Regions from separate parts of the Anas platyrhynchos genome. Here region 2 is linked to region 1. Evidence: chromatin contacts called from public Hi-C data. All regions are on one chromosome and are shown on one strand. The core of a region is the stretch at or near the end of the contact, and the rest is flanking DNA. Distances in the headings are between cores, read along the strand shown. Region 1 holds the start of AS3MT (arsenite methyltransferase). Region 2 overlaps CNNM2 (cyclin and CBS domain divalent metal cation transport mediator 2).

Evidence for each region. A called contact is a pair of places that touch in the nucleus more often than the background predicts.
Region 2: a Hi-C map of liver shows a contact between it and region 1, with 4 times the contacts expected there. The contact joins the enhancer-like site here to the promoter of AS3MT in region 1. A contact is called at or near these places in 3 of 8 Hi-C or Micro-C datasets (F1 follicle, liver and skeletal muscle).

Annotation. Positions count from the first base shown.
Region 1 is chr6:28,016,407-28,024,061 of IASCAAS_PekinDuck_T2T, forward strand. It overlaps AS3MT (arsenite methyltransferase), which reads left to right and starts at 3,345. Exons shown (of 11, transcript XM_027459855.3): 1 at 3,345-3,417; 2 at 3,754-3,839; 3 at 4,324-4,451; 4 at 4,546-4,696; 5 at 4,782-4,918; 6 at 5,143-5,212; 7 at 5,293-5,374; 8 at 5,461-5,592; 9 at 5,694-5,836; 10 at 6,200-6,334; 11 at 6,916-7,136. The coding sequence starts at 3,417. The coding sequence ends at 7,014. BORCS7 (BLOC-1 related complex subunit 7) reads left to right here. Exons shown (of 6, transcript XM_027459857.3): 2 at 445-604; 3 at 924-986; 4 at 1,140-1,183; 5 at 1,346-1,366; 6 at 1,751-2,273. The coding sequence ends at 1,802.
Region 2 is chr6:28,092,758-28,100,412 of IASCAAS_PekinDuck_T2T, forward strand. All of the region lies in intron 1 of CNNM2 (cyclin and CBS domain divalent metal cation transport mediator 2), which reads left to right. Among named protein-coding and RNA genes, the nearest start is that of CNNM2, 71 kb to the left of the region's middle. Within about 2 kb of position 3,489, at least 1 of the 8 cell types and tissues checked has an H3K27ac peak or open chromatin away from gene starts, as enhancers often do.

The sequences.
Region 1 (7,655 bases), core at 2,095-4,594:
CTGTTTAGTACTGGGCAGCACTGGGCAGTACTGGGCAGTACTGGGCAATATGGTGTAGGACTGGTTAGAACTGGTTAGTACTGGGCAGCACTGGGTAATATGATGCAGGACTGGTGAGTACTGGTGAGTACTGGGCAATACTGGGCAGCACTGTGCAATGTGGTGCAGAACTGGCTAGTACTGGTTAGTACTGGTTAGTACTGGGTAATATGGTGCAGGGGTGGTTTAAACTGGTTAATACTGGGCACTACTGGGTAATATGAAATGTGGTGTAGGACTGGTTTGAACTGGTTGGTACTGGGCAGCACTGGGCAATACTGGGCAGCACTGTGCAATATGGTGTAGGACTGGTTAGAACTGGTTCGTACTGGTCAGTACTGGGCAGCACTGGTCAGCACTGGGCACCCCCCCGCCCTTCGCCTTCCCGCCTCTTTTGTCCCTCAGCGCTGCCCGTAGCGGCGCGGCGCAGGCGGGGCGTGCAGCGGGCAAGATGGCGGCGGGCGGCGCGGCGGAGGCGCAGGCGCGGTTCGGGCACTCGGTGAAGGGGCTGCTGACCGAGAAGGTGACGAGCTGCGGCACTGACGTCATCGCCCTCACCAAGCAGGTGCTGAAGGGCTCCCGCAGCGCCGAGGTGAGCGGCGGGCGGGCCGGCGGACTACAAGTCCCAGCATGCAACGCGGCCTCGGGGCGCCCGGGGAAAGGCGGAGGGGCTGCAGGTGGTGCGGCGGTGCGGGGCGCGGGGCATGCTGGGAGTTGTAGGCAGCAGGGGGGGCGCGCTGAGTGGTGTGTGCGGGGCGCGGGGCATGCTGGGAGTTGTAGTCCCGAGGGCAGCTCCTGGCCCTTTGGGGGGGGTTTGGGGTTGGATTTGGGGTTGGGGTTTGGGGTTTGGGTCTGGGTCTGGCAGCGCTGTCCTTGTCTTGTAGCTCCTGGGGCAGGCTGCGAGGAACATGGTGCTGCAGGAGGACGCCATCCTGCACTCGGAGGACGTAAGCACAAAACTGCTGGGAAATAGGGGAAAAGGGTTTTGGGGCCGGGGGCCGGGCGCGCTCCCGGAGCCCCAAAATGAGAGATCTGCGCGTGGCGGGGGGAGCGGAGCTGCTGCCGAGCCAAACGTTCATTCTTGGTCTTGTTTTCCACAGAGCCTGAGGAAAATGGCCATAATAACCACGCACCTGCAGTACCAGTAAGTAGGGGGGCACCGCCTGCTCTGCGGGGTGCTTAATCCAGACACACGTGAGGGTTTTGGGCTCCTGAGCCCTTGTTTGAGTCCCTTTTCATCACCATCGAGTGGTGTTGCTGAAATTTGTGCTTTTCTAATGCTCTTTCCTCTCCTTTTCTCATCTAGGCAGGAAGCAATCCAGAAGAAGTGAGTACCTAGCGGAGGGAATGCCAAGAGGACGTGGGAAACAGCACGTAGAGATTGATGGGGAAAGGAAAGAGTAATGGGGTGTGTGGGGGGGAGAGAAGCAGCTGGAAGGTTTTTGCAGCTGCTTTTGAAACATGCTGGCCCAGCAAGATATCATTTCAATTCTGTGAAGGTCAGTACTGCAAAGAGATGAGATCTTGGGTGAAGGGATGATTTTACTGAAAACTTATGGATCTTTCCTTAACGTGCACGAGTACACGAAGTGCGGTTTGCCTTGCGGGCACGGGGAGGTGGGGTGGGGAACCCCGGGATTTCTCTTCCCGTCCCTTGGGTGCTCCCTGGGGATCAGATCTCACTGTCAGCCTCTTCTTGTTTTGTCCCCAGTGTCGAGCAGTCATCGAACCTGCGGGACCAGCTGAGTCACTTGCTGAAATGAAGCGAAGCTGAAGGCACGAGGACTTCTCGACTGGCACGGAGGGCAGCCAGGCATCCTGTCCCCTCCGGGGCTCAGGACTGTGTCTGGACGGTGCTGGATGCCCGCTAGGATACGTGCAGAGCACACATTTCTGAGCGTGTGGGCCCCTCTCACACGATCCCATCCACGTCTCTGTCTCCAGAACGCTCTCCTGCTTCCCCACGTGTGACTGAAACCATCTTAGCAGAAAGTTCCCTTCCCCCAACGATCCCTGTGTTCGCTTACTTCCCGTGTTTCACGTGAGATGTTCGGCTGTCCAATGTTTCTCACAGCCGGAGCGGGACAATTTTATTTCCCATCTAAGCTCTGCTCAGCATCCGTCTCCTGAAGGGTGATGGAATAATGCTGCTGGTGCCTGCCAACAACCAGCAATCACACAGCCAGTTTTCATACAAAACAGCTCCTCCCCTCCCAATAAATGTACAAACTAGAGATGTGGGTTTTAAATACAGGTGCCTGAAGTTTGACACGGGTCCTTATTTAGGCACAGATGGTCGCTGCAATTTATTTAGGGCATGTTAATCAGTGGGAGCTGTGAGTGGCTGGGTGGGTGAGGTGCTTCAGAGTGGGCTGAGGTGCCCGTCCAAGACCAGAATTTTGGGAAGCGTGATTCTGCACAGACACCTCTGTCCCTGCTCCAGCTGGACATGCCTTGGCGAGCATCCCGCTCTGAGGTTATCTTATTTTCCACTAAGCCAGAGCTTGGAACGCCATCCCTTTGCCAACCCATCTGTACTGCCTTCGGCCTTCAACCACATTCCTGCGCTGGGTTGCTGCTCCAGCTTTTGATTAAGCAGCCTTGGAAGTGCTGGGTGGCTGTATCTGGTTGGGAAGGTGTCCAGAGACACAGCTGGGAAGCAGGCAGGGAGATGCAAAAGAAAATCAGGAGCCGGTGTAGTCAGCTCTGCACGGCTCTGTGGCGATGACTTGGTGACTGGGCTCCCGTTTGCTTCCTGGGCAGTGAGGTGGGGTCCGGGCTGTAAATATTGTGTCTTGTTTTTCATCAGTCATGTACCCAGAGCACTTGGAGCACGCTGGAAGCACTTGCTTGTATGCATAAAGAGCTGAAATGATTTGCTTTGTTATTAAGGCTTGGGTTTCAGCTTCTAAGTCTAATCTTTTCACCTCCTGTGCCTGCTTACCTTGATAGCAGGGGCTGTGATGCCTAAAGGATGGGGCACTGGGGTCCGTTTGTGCCCTGGGGGGGGTTCCTAATCCGTGGCCTCACAGCTGTGTTTGGGGAGAGAAGGTTTTCCCCCAGCTTTTGGAGAAGCAGGCAGCTTTTTCCCCTGCGAGCTCCGGTCCTCTGCAGGGGCTGGGGCATCCCACTGGGGTTTCCCTGCATTTGGGGCGAGCAGAAAGTGGGGCGGGGGATGGGACACAGCAGGGTGGGGGTACCCAAAGGCTGAGGCTGTGGGTGTGAGGTGACACCGTGGGTGCCGGTAGCGAGCGTGGCTGCGTACCCAGGTTTTTTACCCAAATCTCAGGCCTGGCAGGAGCTGGTGTCGGGCGGAAGCCAGGCCTGGGGCGGCGCAGGGCGCCGGGGCGGAGCGTGGCCGAGCCGCAGCCGGAGGCAGTAAGGCACCCAGGCACCCCGGGGCTCCGGCTCTAGGGTGCCAGGGCCCTGTGGGGGGACCCCATGGGACCCCGCAGGGGGTTGGGATTCACCCTATAGGGACGTCCTTGGGGGTAGTCCCTCCAGGGCAGGCAGGGTCAGGGTGTTTTGGTGGGGGGGATGTTGGCACGGGGTGCTTTTCCCATTAGGATTTGGGTTGGGGTCTCCTCGGGGGTTGCTAGAGGGACTAAAAGCGTTCCTGTATTTTGGGGAGGGGGGTGAGGGCCTTGGGGAAGGGTTTGGCGTGGTGCCCGTGGTGGTGGCGTCGGCACCAACCCTGTGCCCCCGTTGCTGCAGTGGCCGCGCCGTGCGGGGAGCAGATCCCCCACAAACAGATCCCCCGCGAACAGATCCCCCAGGACCAGATCCACCGCGAGGTGCAGGTGAGGGGGGCGAGCGGGGCGGCCGGGGAGGGAGCGCCGAGCCCAGGCAGTGCCAGGACACCTGCCAGTCAGGGGACAAAGCTCATTTGGGGACCGGAGTGAGGGTGCTAAGGGCATTTGGCTGCTGCCAGCGGGGTTTCGGAGCAGGCGCTTTGCTCGTTTCCATGTGGGGATGAGGAGGGAGCAGGGCGAGCTTGTGTTTCTCTGCATGCACCCCCGTCAGTCAGGGAAACAGCATCCGTGGCCTGAAAAATTATTACAAACAGCAATTAAATCCCCTCCTGTGCAAAGATGTGTGTGTATACAAGCAGGTGAAGCCAAGCAGGGTGGGTATTTAACCTGATTTTTAGCTGGGTGCGGTGCCAGAGGGCTCTGGGGGGCACATATAAGCTGAGCATGGGCGTGATCCCGTGTTTTGTGACCCCACGGAGTCACCGTGGCCCAGCTCGCTGCAGTGGGGTGCCCCGTGTCCTTCGCACCTCAGGATTACTACGGCAAAGAGCTGCAGAAGTCGGAGGACCTGAAAACCAACGCTTGCGTCACCTCGGCCAGGCCGGTCCCCAAGGCCATCAGAGATGCTCTGGAGCGCGTCCACGAGGAGGTGGTGGCCAGGTGAGCTCCGGGCGAGTTCCTCCTGCTGCCACCTCCCCGTGGGCTGCAGCCCCCGGGGGGCAGGAGCCAGGGTGGTAACCCCCCCCCCCCCCAGGTACTACGGCTGTGGTTTGGTTGTCCCCGAGTGCCTGGCAGCGTGCCGGGTCCTGGACCTGGGCAGCGGCAGCGGCAGGGACTGCTACCTGCTGAGCCAGCTGGTCGGGGAGCGGGGCCACGTCACCGGCATTGACATGACCCAGGGCCAGGTAGGGTGTGGGGACAACCCCTGGGCTTGCTTTGTCCCCTCTCCGTGTCCCCCCCCCCCCATGTTCGTTCCCTTCCTCCTCCCAGGTGGAGGTGGCGAGGAAGCACATCGCGTATCACATGGAGAAGTTTGGCTACCGAAAGCCCAACGTGGACTTCCTCCAGGGCTACATGGAGAAGCTGGGTGATGCCGGGCTGGCTGATGAGAGCTACGATATTGTCATGTAGGTACCCTGCAGGGGGCTGCACCCACATCCCACCAGGTTTCTTGCTTCAGCCACGTGTGAGGAAAGGGAAAAACCCAAGGAGGATTTGGGCTGGGACCTGGGAATGTGGGGACTGCCCTTTTTGTGGTTGAACCCTGCACTAAGTTCAGGCTGTGCAGCAGCAGACGGTGCTGAGTGTAGGAGGTGATGGTGCAAACGAGCCTTGGTCTTCTCCTCTCCAGCTCCAACTGCGTGATCAACCTCGCCCCTGACAAGAGGGCCGTGCTGCGGGAGGCCTATCGCGTGCTGAAGGTGGGGAGCGGAGCGGGGTTGGGGCCACTTTGGGGGCCGTTGCTCCATTTCCCAGCCCATTTTGCCCCACTGCCTTCCAGCCCGGCGGAGAGATGTACTTCAGCGACGTCTACGCCAGCCAGCGCCTGAGCGAGGCCGTGAGGAAGCACAGGGTGCTGTGGGGTGTGTAGGGCTCCTGGATATAGGGTGACACGGGACGGGGAGCACCTTGTTGCCTTGTGTCACCCGTGTGTGTGCTGTCGTGCCAGGGGAGTGCCTGGCGGGAGCCCTGTTTTGGGGAGACCTCTACAGCATCGCCGAGGAGGTGGGCTTCAGCCCCCCGCGCCTGGTCACCGCCAGCCCCATCACCATCGGGGACAAGGAGCTGGAGGGTGTTGTCGGTGAGGGTCCTGACGGGGAGCAGTGGCTCCGTTTGGCCCCGGGGAGAGGTGCTGGGACCCTGTGCTCAGCACCTGGCCCGCTGGGCTCTCTTTTTTTTTAGGGGACTGCCGCTTCGTCTCCGCCACATTTCGGCTCTTCAAGGTGCCGGGGAGCAGCCGTGCCGGGCCGGGCCAGGTCATCTACAATGGTGGGATCGTGGGGCACGAGCGAGAGCTGGTGTTTGATGCCAACTTCACCTTCAAGGTACGGGGAGGTGCGTTTTGGGCTTCTGGGGATGGCGAGCAGACCCGGCCTGAAGGGCTGGGGATGGGGCAGCACTGATGCAGTGTGGTTTAGGGGATGAGGTGGTGGATGGGAGCAATATAAGCCAGAAGAGCTGCAAATAGGGCAGGGAGAGGGAACCAGAGCTGTGCATTGTGGAGATGGGAGCAGAACATCCCTGGCGGCTTCACCAGGTGGTTTGGAGCCCGCTGCTTGCTCCCTGTGGGTGTTCCTCCAGGCTTTGGGCCGGGCTGAGCCCTGCTTTCAGTCCCCACATATCCGACCGGGCGGCTGGGGGACCCTGGTCCGTGTGTCCCAGCCCCGTGCCTGTCACCGTGTCCCCAGGAAGGAGAGGCGGTGGATGTGGATGCCGAGACGGCCGCGGTGCTGCGCAGCTCCAGGTTTGCGGAGGAATTCCTCATCCGAGCCGCCGGGGCCGATGCTGCCGCACCCCAGGGCTGCTGTGGCAGGAGGGTGAAGGTTGGTAGCAGCAGCCCTGTGCTGGATTTGGGGCTGGGGACGCTGCTGTCCCTTGCTAGAGGTCCCTTTGCCCCTGTACGTGCCCAGTTGGGGTGCTGGGGCTGGTGGCTGGGCAGCCCTGGGGTCTGTATGGGGACAGCTCCTCCCTGCTTTGGGGCGCAGCGACCACCCCAGCTGCTCCTCGCTGCTGCTGTGAGCTCTGGGCCCTGACCCCACAGCCCGAAACACTTTTATCTCTCTGCTGGCAGCCTCCCTCCTCATCCTCACGGCCATCCTTCCACACGGGCCAGCAGGGGTCATCAGTAGGCCGGGGAGATAAAGCCCTGCAGCTGCGCGTCCCTGGAGCACAGCCTTGCGCTGGGGCTTTTGGGTCCCTGTCCAAGCAGAAGGCATTTCTTAGATAAAAAAGCAGAGTGAAACCCCCCCCAGAAGCTCTCAGCACCCTCCTTAGGGCAGGGGAAAGCCACCAGGCTGATCCGCCATGGCGGCAGGGAGCGAGTGGTGGGGAAACGCTGCTTCCATGGGGGGCCTCGTGTTTCCCTGCGGCCTGATCCTAAATCGGCTTCTCCTCTGCCCTACAGGAGAAGATCTGCGACCCCTTCCAGCTGCTGGAGAAGCTGGCGGCCCCGGCTCCTGCCTGCGGTCCCGCTGCCACCTGCGGGCCCCGGGGCTGCTGCTGAGCGATGTCCCCATCCCGCTGGGTGCCAGCGGGGCAGGGGGCTGCGGCCTGTGTGGTGTGGGGTTATCACCAGAGGAAAAAATAGAAATAAAAGGCCGAGACGAAACCCTGTGGGGTTGGAGACTGCGGGGTGCTGTGCTTTTAGGGCTCGGTATGAGCACGGTGGGGACGGGGAGCACCCTGGGGGTCCCCTCGCTCCCTGTGGGACACACGGACAGGGATGGGAGCTGTGGGGCCCCTCATATGGGATTTCTCAGCACCCTGCAGCGTGTACCCCATGCACCAGTCCAGCTCTGCTCCGAGCCCCCCGAAACCCCCTGCACGCACACCCCATCCCGTAGCTTTTCCCGAAACCATCCCTCATGCCCAGGGCAGCCCCACAGCCTGTCCCCGGGGTTGGGATTTCTTCCCCCTTTCCCCGTGCAGCGCTGCTGAGGTTTATTTTTCCCCCGGACTCCATCTAGTGGGAAGCCCTGCGTGCTGTGCAGGCCTTGCACCTGCAGGGTTTTGCAGGGAAATGCGGCGGTTTTGGAAATCCCACACTGTGGCTGCAGGGTCCCACACCCCACACGTGTCCCACGTCCCACCCGCCCCAACACCATGTCCCCGTCCTGGATGAGCTGGGAAATGAGGGAACATTTC
Region 2 (7,655 bases), core at 2,239-4,738, 76 kb after region 1:
CTTGTTTTTCCCCACATGATAGGCTTGTGACAAGCAGTACTGATCATTTCCAGTGGGGGATTATAAGAAGAGGAAATTCCTGTGCGGCCCCAGCTCCCCAAAGTGGGGAGAAAAAGACAGGAGCGGTACGCGCAATCCTATTAGAAACAAGTGAACCACGGTGAGCTGATTTCTCATTAGCCGTTGAATGTGCTTACAGCCCAAAATGTGGATTTCTTCCCCCTGAAAATTTAGCAGGAAAACCAAACCAAATCCAGTGACTGTGGGTTGAATTGAATCTCCAAGGGGTCTAACTGTCTCAATAGCTTGGGCTTTCCTCTGATCGCCTTGCTCTAGTCACCAATTCTGACAGCTGTAGGTACCCATAAGCTAGAGAGTCCTAAATGTGCCCTAGTTGTTTCTTCTGCCTGTGAGAGAACAAGACAGAGAGAACATCTTCCTGCAAAGAGCAGAGCAAATTCCAGCCACCTCTGTTTTTGTACAGACATAAGGACTGGTGATTTATCCTGTCAGGGTCTGGTTATTCCAACCTCCCGTGGAAGGAGCAGTTGCACGTTCTGCTGGCCACAAACTGCATTTTACTGCTTACTGTGCCTTCTGCAGGGATGGGTGAGCACCACATTTTCGTTCAGTAAGCGACCACAGCAGTTTCAAGCAGTTGAGAGTAGCCAGTTGTGTCTTCTTCACCCTTCAGAGTGTGAGGAAAGGACTTTGTGGGTGAAAGAAAAATGGATTGCTTCCCAGAGATGGTTTTCATCATCATCTATGTTTCAGAAATGTTCACCTTCTTGAAATTTTGCCCTCTTTTAATCATTCCTTCAATATATGAGTGTGTTTCATTGCTTTCCTTCGTCTTCTTTCTGAAATCTCGCCTTTGCCACAAGACTGCAGAAGTTGTGCTGAGCCCCCACCTGCCTTGCTGAGTGTTGTCCCTTGGTAATTCTTTATGCATCTGAATGCATCATGTCTCTCCAGTGTTAGATTAGAAACTCTTTGGAGTAGTGCCCAAGCATCTGGTAGCTTGGGGTACTGCTACATGTCTGGTGCTCCCAGATACTAAAATAATACAGGAAATTATTGGTAATGGTTAACTGCATGCTTACCACATGTCCTTCTTTGGAGGAACAGTGATGCAAAAATAGCATCTAATTCTGGTATGTGTAAAGAGAAGTCATCAATTTGAAATATGGCTGGTTTGTAAGTATTTGTGTGTATTCCTACCCATGGGTCCTTCTCGTATTTTTATGATTTATAAATCATAAATCAAATTCCTTTTTTGTCATGTCTCCTCCCTCCCCCAACATTTCCATACCTATTTTAATGGTGGGTCAAAGCAGTGATCTTTTTTCCTAGATGATGCAGAACCTAAAACTTCCTATGCTTTGGCTTTTTCAGCACTTGAGAAATGTCGTTTGTTGGGGTGGGGAGAAACACGTTGCCACCTACTAAGAAATGAGATGTGGAATTGTGTGACTGACGATTCTTGCAGGAAAACAGTTGGCTCTTACACTGACTGATAACGAAGCTTATCTCTGCACACTTGAGAAGCTGCAGCAGGTCCAGTGACTACTTTTGCTGTGCATTTGCATTGGTAAGAGGCTGTTCCATCACTCCACGTAAATAAAACCACCGTGACTGGCCAACACTTCTGGCGAGATGGATGTGTACACAGCTGCCTTTTGAGTCGATGCCATTCTGGTATGAGTGGGGCTGATGAATGAATGACCACGCAGAGCTCATGCCACACCAGTCTACAGTCGCTTTACCACTGTGAATCTTTATCTGGGCAGGGAGTAAGGCATCTCTGTACAAGAACAGCAGCGTGGCTAAAGTGCACTGTGTCTTATACCTGCATCCAAAACCTTCCCCAATTAGGAGAAATGAAAAAAATGTTAAAAACGTAAAATGAGGCTTCTCTGTGCATTATCTGGGGTAAACTGTGGCAAAAAAAGACTTGCCCTTGTGGGATTTTCTAGCATTTTCTAGTTTACGTTTTTTTTTAGTATATGTGCCAGACTTTGGCTGCTCTGACATGAAAGAAGAGAGAGGATCTGTTCCTCTTGCTCAGCAATTTCAGTTAGTGCAATTCGAGCTGTTTGATTTGCCATCCTAGTGGTGGTAGCTAGGACTCGCAGCTTGTAGAGCAAAATCTGAACAGAAGGGATTGATGAGCTAGGAGGCTCCAGATCTCAGGGTAAGCCAGCTCCTAGTAACACAGCTGTGATGCCCTCTCTTTCCCTGAAGACCCAGCATGGGCGTTTGCTCCATGCATGAGCAGTGTCTAGGGGCATGCTGAAGTAGGGTCCAAAGCAGAATTCCCTCACTTGCCTTTTGTTTTAGGCCATTGAGTTCCCTTCTGCTTTGTCCTCACCAGAGTTAGCAGGCTGAACCGTTACGCTTGGCACGACGTTTGCCAAAACCACCAGACAGAGTTCTTCCTCTCTGGGGATCCAGCTGTCTGGAGAGATAGTCCCTTATGCATCTAAACAGCTCTTCAGGCCCCAAATTTCAGCGCCTGACGTCCCGCCTGCCAAGCCATGATCTCATACGTGGAGTCGGGACAGTTGAATGGAAAGGTCCACGTGCTCAGGCTTGGGCGGCTTTCGGTCTCGGTACTCCATGTGCTGGGGCGTTCTCCCATCGGGAGCCACAGGTCACATTCCTCTCCAGCTCTCGCTCTAAAGCAGGGGGCTTTGGTTGCCAAATAAGTCTTTTCAGACAGGAAGGAATGTTTCGTGGAGGGGATTTACCTGTTAGTGGATTAGGCTATCCCAGAGTCAGCGGCCCTGCCAGCTCTGCAAGAACCTGCCCACTGCGGCCTATTTTGAAAGCTGTTTCTCTTGAGGCCCTTGCACCCAGGCTCTGCATGACCCTGCTGCTAGTTGGCATTTTGTTCCCGTCCCCTACGGGAAGTATCGAGTAGGTAAGCCATGAACAAAGCTGGTCTGGGCTGTTGTTTTCAAGGATATCGTTGCTTCTTTTGGATGCGAGAGAGGAGCCTGACTTGAATAAGACTTTACAGCACTCTGTTGATTTTTAAGTTGTCCCAGGACCTCTGAATGACCAACACTCAATTAACTCTGACCTTTCGTGGTTTCAAAATCTGGATCCAAATGCTGAGGTTTGACTCTCTCTGTCTAAAACCCCTGACCGCAGTTCCTATTTTTAAGCAGAGATGGAGGACCGTGATCTTCTGGAACTCATTAGTTTCCCCTCCCTGCCACTCACCCCAACTTCATCCCCAATTAACGGAGATGTCGCCGTGTTGGTGCAGTCCCGTTGCTAGTCCTGTTCATGGCTGCAGTGGTACATCAGGGCCACAGCTTGAGGTACCTGAGCTGCATTCAACCCTCATCGACTTGTGAAGCGGTTTCTAAGCCCATGCTGCCTGGTCTTGGCATTTTCTCCCTCTGCCATACCTCACCCTTTCTCTTCTGCTCATGTTTTTATTTTTCTCGAGTGATGTGGCTGACCTCCCATGGGTCGGGGGAGAGCGCAGGCGTTCCTGCAGCTCCTCGCTCAGCTCCCCGACTGCCCAAAGCACTCTTGTTTTTTCCCATGGCAGCCAGGCCACCTGCTGATGTCCAGTTCAGCCTCTCCACCAGCCGTCCGCTCGGCACAAACCCCAGGGGCTTTAGCTCTCCTCGCAAAGCGCTAACTCGATTATTAGACTTTGGCCTAAAGTAAAGGCTCTGGGAGCAGAGCATAGATCACAGCGTTAGTCCACTGAGACGTGCGCTTAGCAGCAGGGGTGTGTTTCCTTCGGGTTTCATATTTAGGTTAGAAATGCTTTCTTTTGGGGGCCAAACTGTCATTCTCAGACACTGTAGTCAGTCTTGCTATCAGCCCCATGAAGACTGCATGTCTAAAGGAAATGACAGAAATAGATGCGTTTGTTTCCAAAACAAAACCCTTTGGTCCAGAGAAAAGATACCTGCCTCTTGGGAAAGACAAGAAGGCTCCCGTCTCTCCTATTTGTCCGAGCTCAAGGTCTCTCATCCTTTGTCTTCAACTTGTTTCCCATCGCTTATCGTTTACTAGAAAAACATTCCAGCCTGTGTGCAACGCTAGACCACCAAAAAAGATGAAGAAGAGATGGATGCACTGCTGCTTCTCTATTTATAGAGAAGAGACGAACCAAAAATGATATGGGAAAATTCAAATCTTTAAATACTCTGGGAGAGATGGATGGAAAAAGGGCTGCTTTCATTGTTCACAGGGTTCGGGAGACTTTCTCACGAACTGCTTGGTGTAACCCACTGGGCAACTCACTTGTATGACATTTCTGTACACAACCCCCTCTTGTTTCTGGAGTAATTCGTCTGCTTCTTGAGGCAAGCGGAGGGGTAGCAGAAGTCGCCCCTCTCAGCAGCTGTACCTTCTTGTCTTAGCGTGCTCTTGCCTTCCTCCTTGGTACTTGCTGTGCTCCTCCTCTGGTATAACTCGTACACTGCTGTCAGCACTTCTGATCATTTCACTTGTACTTGTGTTTTTCTGCTTTTCTTTCTCCCTTAGGTCTGAGCATTTTCATTCAGTCACCAGCCCTTAAACGTTTCAAGATATTGCCTATGTCCTCTGAGAACAGTAGACTGCTCTAAAATGCCTTTTTCTCCTGTCAGATCAGTGAAATTTCTTTCTTGAGTTATTTTCCCACTGTTTGTGCTTTCCTCTGCCATTTTCAACCTAGTTCCAGAAACACCACCATCTTCTCTCATCCCCCCTCTGCTCATCGAGTTTCAGTAGCCCTCGTGGTTGGAAAACCTGTCTGCTTCCAAGGGGACGAGGAGCTGTTCTCAGGTTTGATTTTTGAAAGGGTGTTTCGTAGCGTGGCGTTAAAGCAAGAGGTGTGAGGGCAGAGGGTGATGGTGATGCTGCTTTGAAATTCAGCGAGGAAGTTAAGGCACCATACTGAGGGCAGAAACTGTGCTCTCACCAATGCAGAGAGAGGCAGGGTGGGCAGGAGCTGCCTTTTTGTTCTTGTGTGCTTTTAAATGCCCCGTCCCTGCACGTGTAGAGCAATGTCAACCTCAGCCACACTTTCTGCCATGAGCTGTGTCACGCTGCTCCTTTCACACTTGAAATCTCCCCTAGCTTTATCTGCGGAGCGTTCCCCTCAGCTCACCTCAGCTGTGACAGCCATTTCATACGGGCCCGAAGACCAGGCCAGCTTGCTGATATTTTTATTTACTGAAACAGCGAATCTGATGAGACATTTCAGTGCCTGAGGCAGTCCTGCTTCAGGCCAGATCCTGCCATCATTCCCACCTCCTGCTCCCCTCGTGGACCTGCGTTCTCTCTCTTGCCCCCAGCGAGGCTGGGGTTCACAGGCCTCTCTCAACCCCACATTGCTGTGGCTCTTACTGTGGATTACCTTAAAGGACCAGGCAAATTGCTGGGTAGTCTGATGTGCTGGGGCAGGCTGGTGGTTTGAGCACTGATTCAACTGCTACCACAGTGGAAATAACATGAATCCCATTTGCAGTTCCCAGAGTTCCTCCCGTTCCTTCTCTTCTCCACTCCCTGTATTTTGCTTCTGTTGATAAGTCTCTAAATGCTGCCTTTAAAAAAACCACTGTCGCCAACCACTGATTGCAGCTTCAGCTCTTCCTTAGCAATACAACGGTGTGGGATTCGGCATTCGGGGTCCATCCCAGGGTTGCATCCACTCTTGCTTTCTGCCCAGAGGAACCCTAGGGCACTCTGCTCCATAATACACCCGTCACGAGTGGTCCTTGGCTTGAGGACTCCTGTGCCAAGGGAATACATGACTGTGGCAACAAAAGCAACCCCAAATACTTTTGATCTTTGAATCAGCAGCTATGCTGATGGTAGGGTAGCTGGGTGCACATGCGCTGAGCCTCTCTGGGAATGGAGCTCTCACCAGCTGTCTTGTCACGTTAACTGGACCATCAATCTGTAGGCAAAACAACAGTTTCTGCAGGAGCCTGTTTTAATGCACAGTATTTTTTCAGAACAGCATTTAGGGGCTTCCAGCCTCCCTGATGTTTGTGTGGGAAAGGTGCTCCCAGCGACACACCGGGATTGAGAGAAGACTTAGTGGTGCTGCTGAGTTCTGCCATTTAACCACTCTATGTGGTGGTTGGTCTCCATATGTGGCAAGTAAACAGATTGCTCTCGCTGATGTCACTGGTAAGAAGATCTTCATTTTGCAGAGAGCTGTAACAGTTTGATTTCAGGCTTTTAAGTCTTGGTATTTTATACGGTAAGGAAGATTGCTTAATATTTGGATGAAACACTTCCAGAAAATAGCATGGTCTGGACGTTTTTTTAGCTTGTGTCCAAGGACTATTTCTGACATCTCAGTAAAAGGTATCCTAAAAACAATAAGTCTGTTGTCAGTAGACTGCTTGTCTGTGCAGAGCTCTGCATTCCCACTGAGCATTTTTAGCAGTCCACAAATTGAAAAAGGTTGAAGCCTATTGTTGCAGTCAATTTGGCAAATCATTTCCTTTGAGTTATTACACTGAATAAATATTTTGCTGTTCTGCCAAGAGCTGTTGTTCTGCCAGACATGTCATCATCTACATGAATAATAGATCTGAGCTCCTGATCACTTGTTGTCATGAAAGAACTGGGTGTTTCTTTGAGGCTGGGTGGGTTTGGAGTTCCTTGTCCTAGGATCTAGAACAAGATCTAGTCCTGTTCTAGATCACATTGTGGCAAACTTCTCTTGTATTATGCAACTGAACCTATTCAAGAGTTGTTAATTTTCAGCCAGCAAGAAGGTTGTGAAGTGGGTAAAGCTTTTATAAGAAGTCTTTGAGATTTCACCGCTTCAATTGTACAATTGAATTCATTCATCCTTGGTCCCGTTTGAATTTCTGGATATTTGATGCAGCCAGAGTAGCACAGTTCAGTGAGGGAGAGAAGACAAGAGCATAATATCAGGAGCTTTTTCATAAGAAGAGAATCCAGTTGCCATGGAGGCAAGCAGGTGAGATGTATCCACCCTTTGAAGATTGAGAGGAGGCAAATTTTTGTTCCTGAGAATAATAGTACATCTTAATTTCTTGAACCATCTGCCACTTTTTCTACACACCCCTATCACGTGAGGATCTCCACTAAAGCTCTGTGAACAGTGCCACTGTGTTTTTCCTCACTCAGACCACTTTCTGGACGTTATTTTTGGTTGCTTTCTTTGGTAGCTTCCATTATGCTTCTCAAAGTTGTGTCACTGGGACACAGGGCTGGGAATGCTGTTACTCCAGTAGATTTATTGTTAAAAAAAAAAAAAAAAAGAAAAAAAGTTATTTATTGTCCAGATCATCCAAGGATTATTTTTGTTGGCATTTACTGTGAATCTGCTACAAAGGTACCAGACCTTTGTTGCTGAAAAATAAATTTTATCAAAATTAAGATTCTGTACTCATTGATGAAAGCAGTCAAGCAGAGCTGTTTGGCTAGATGTTAAAATAGGCTTCTGTGACAGTTTTAAGGACTATAGGATAGATACTGTGAATTGAGACTCATGGTTTAGAATAGTGCTTGAACAGAAGTGATGATACGGGATTGGAGAGTTGTTTGCTTAATAAAAATAGGGGAAGGAGTGTATTCCTTATCCATTTTACTGATTCTCTGAGGGCATGGAAAACGTATTTAAATTTTGTCCTTTGAAACAAAATTCTGTCATATAT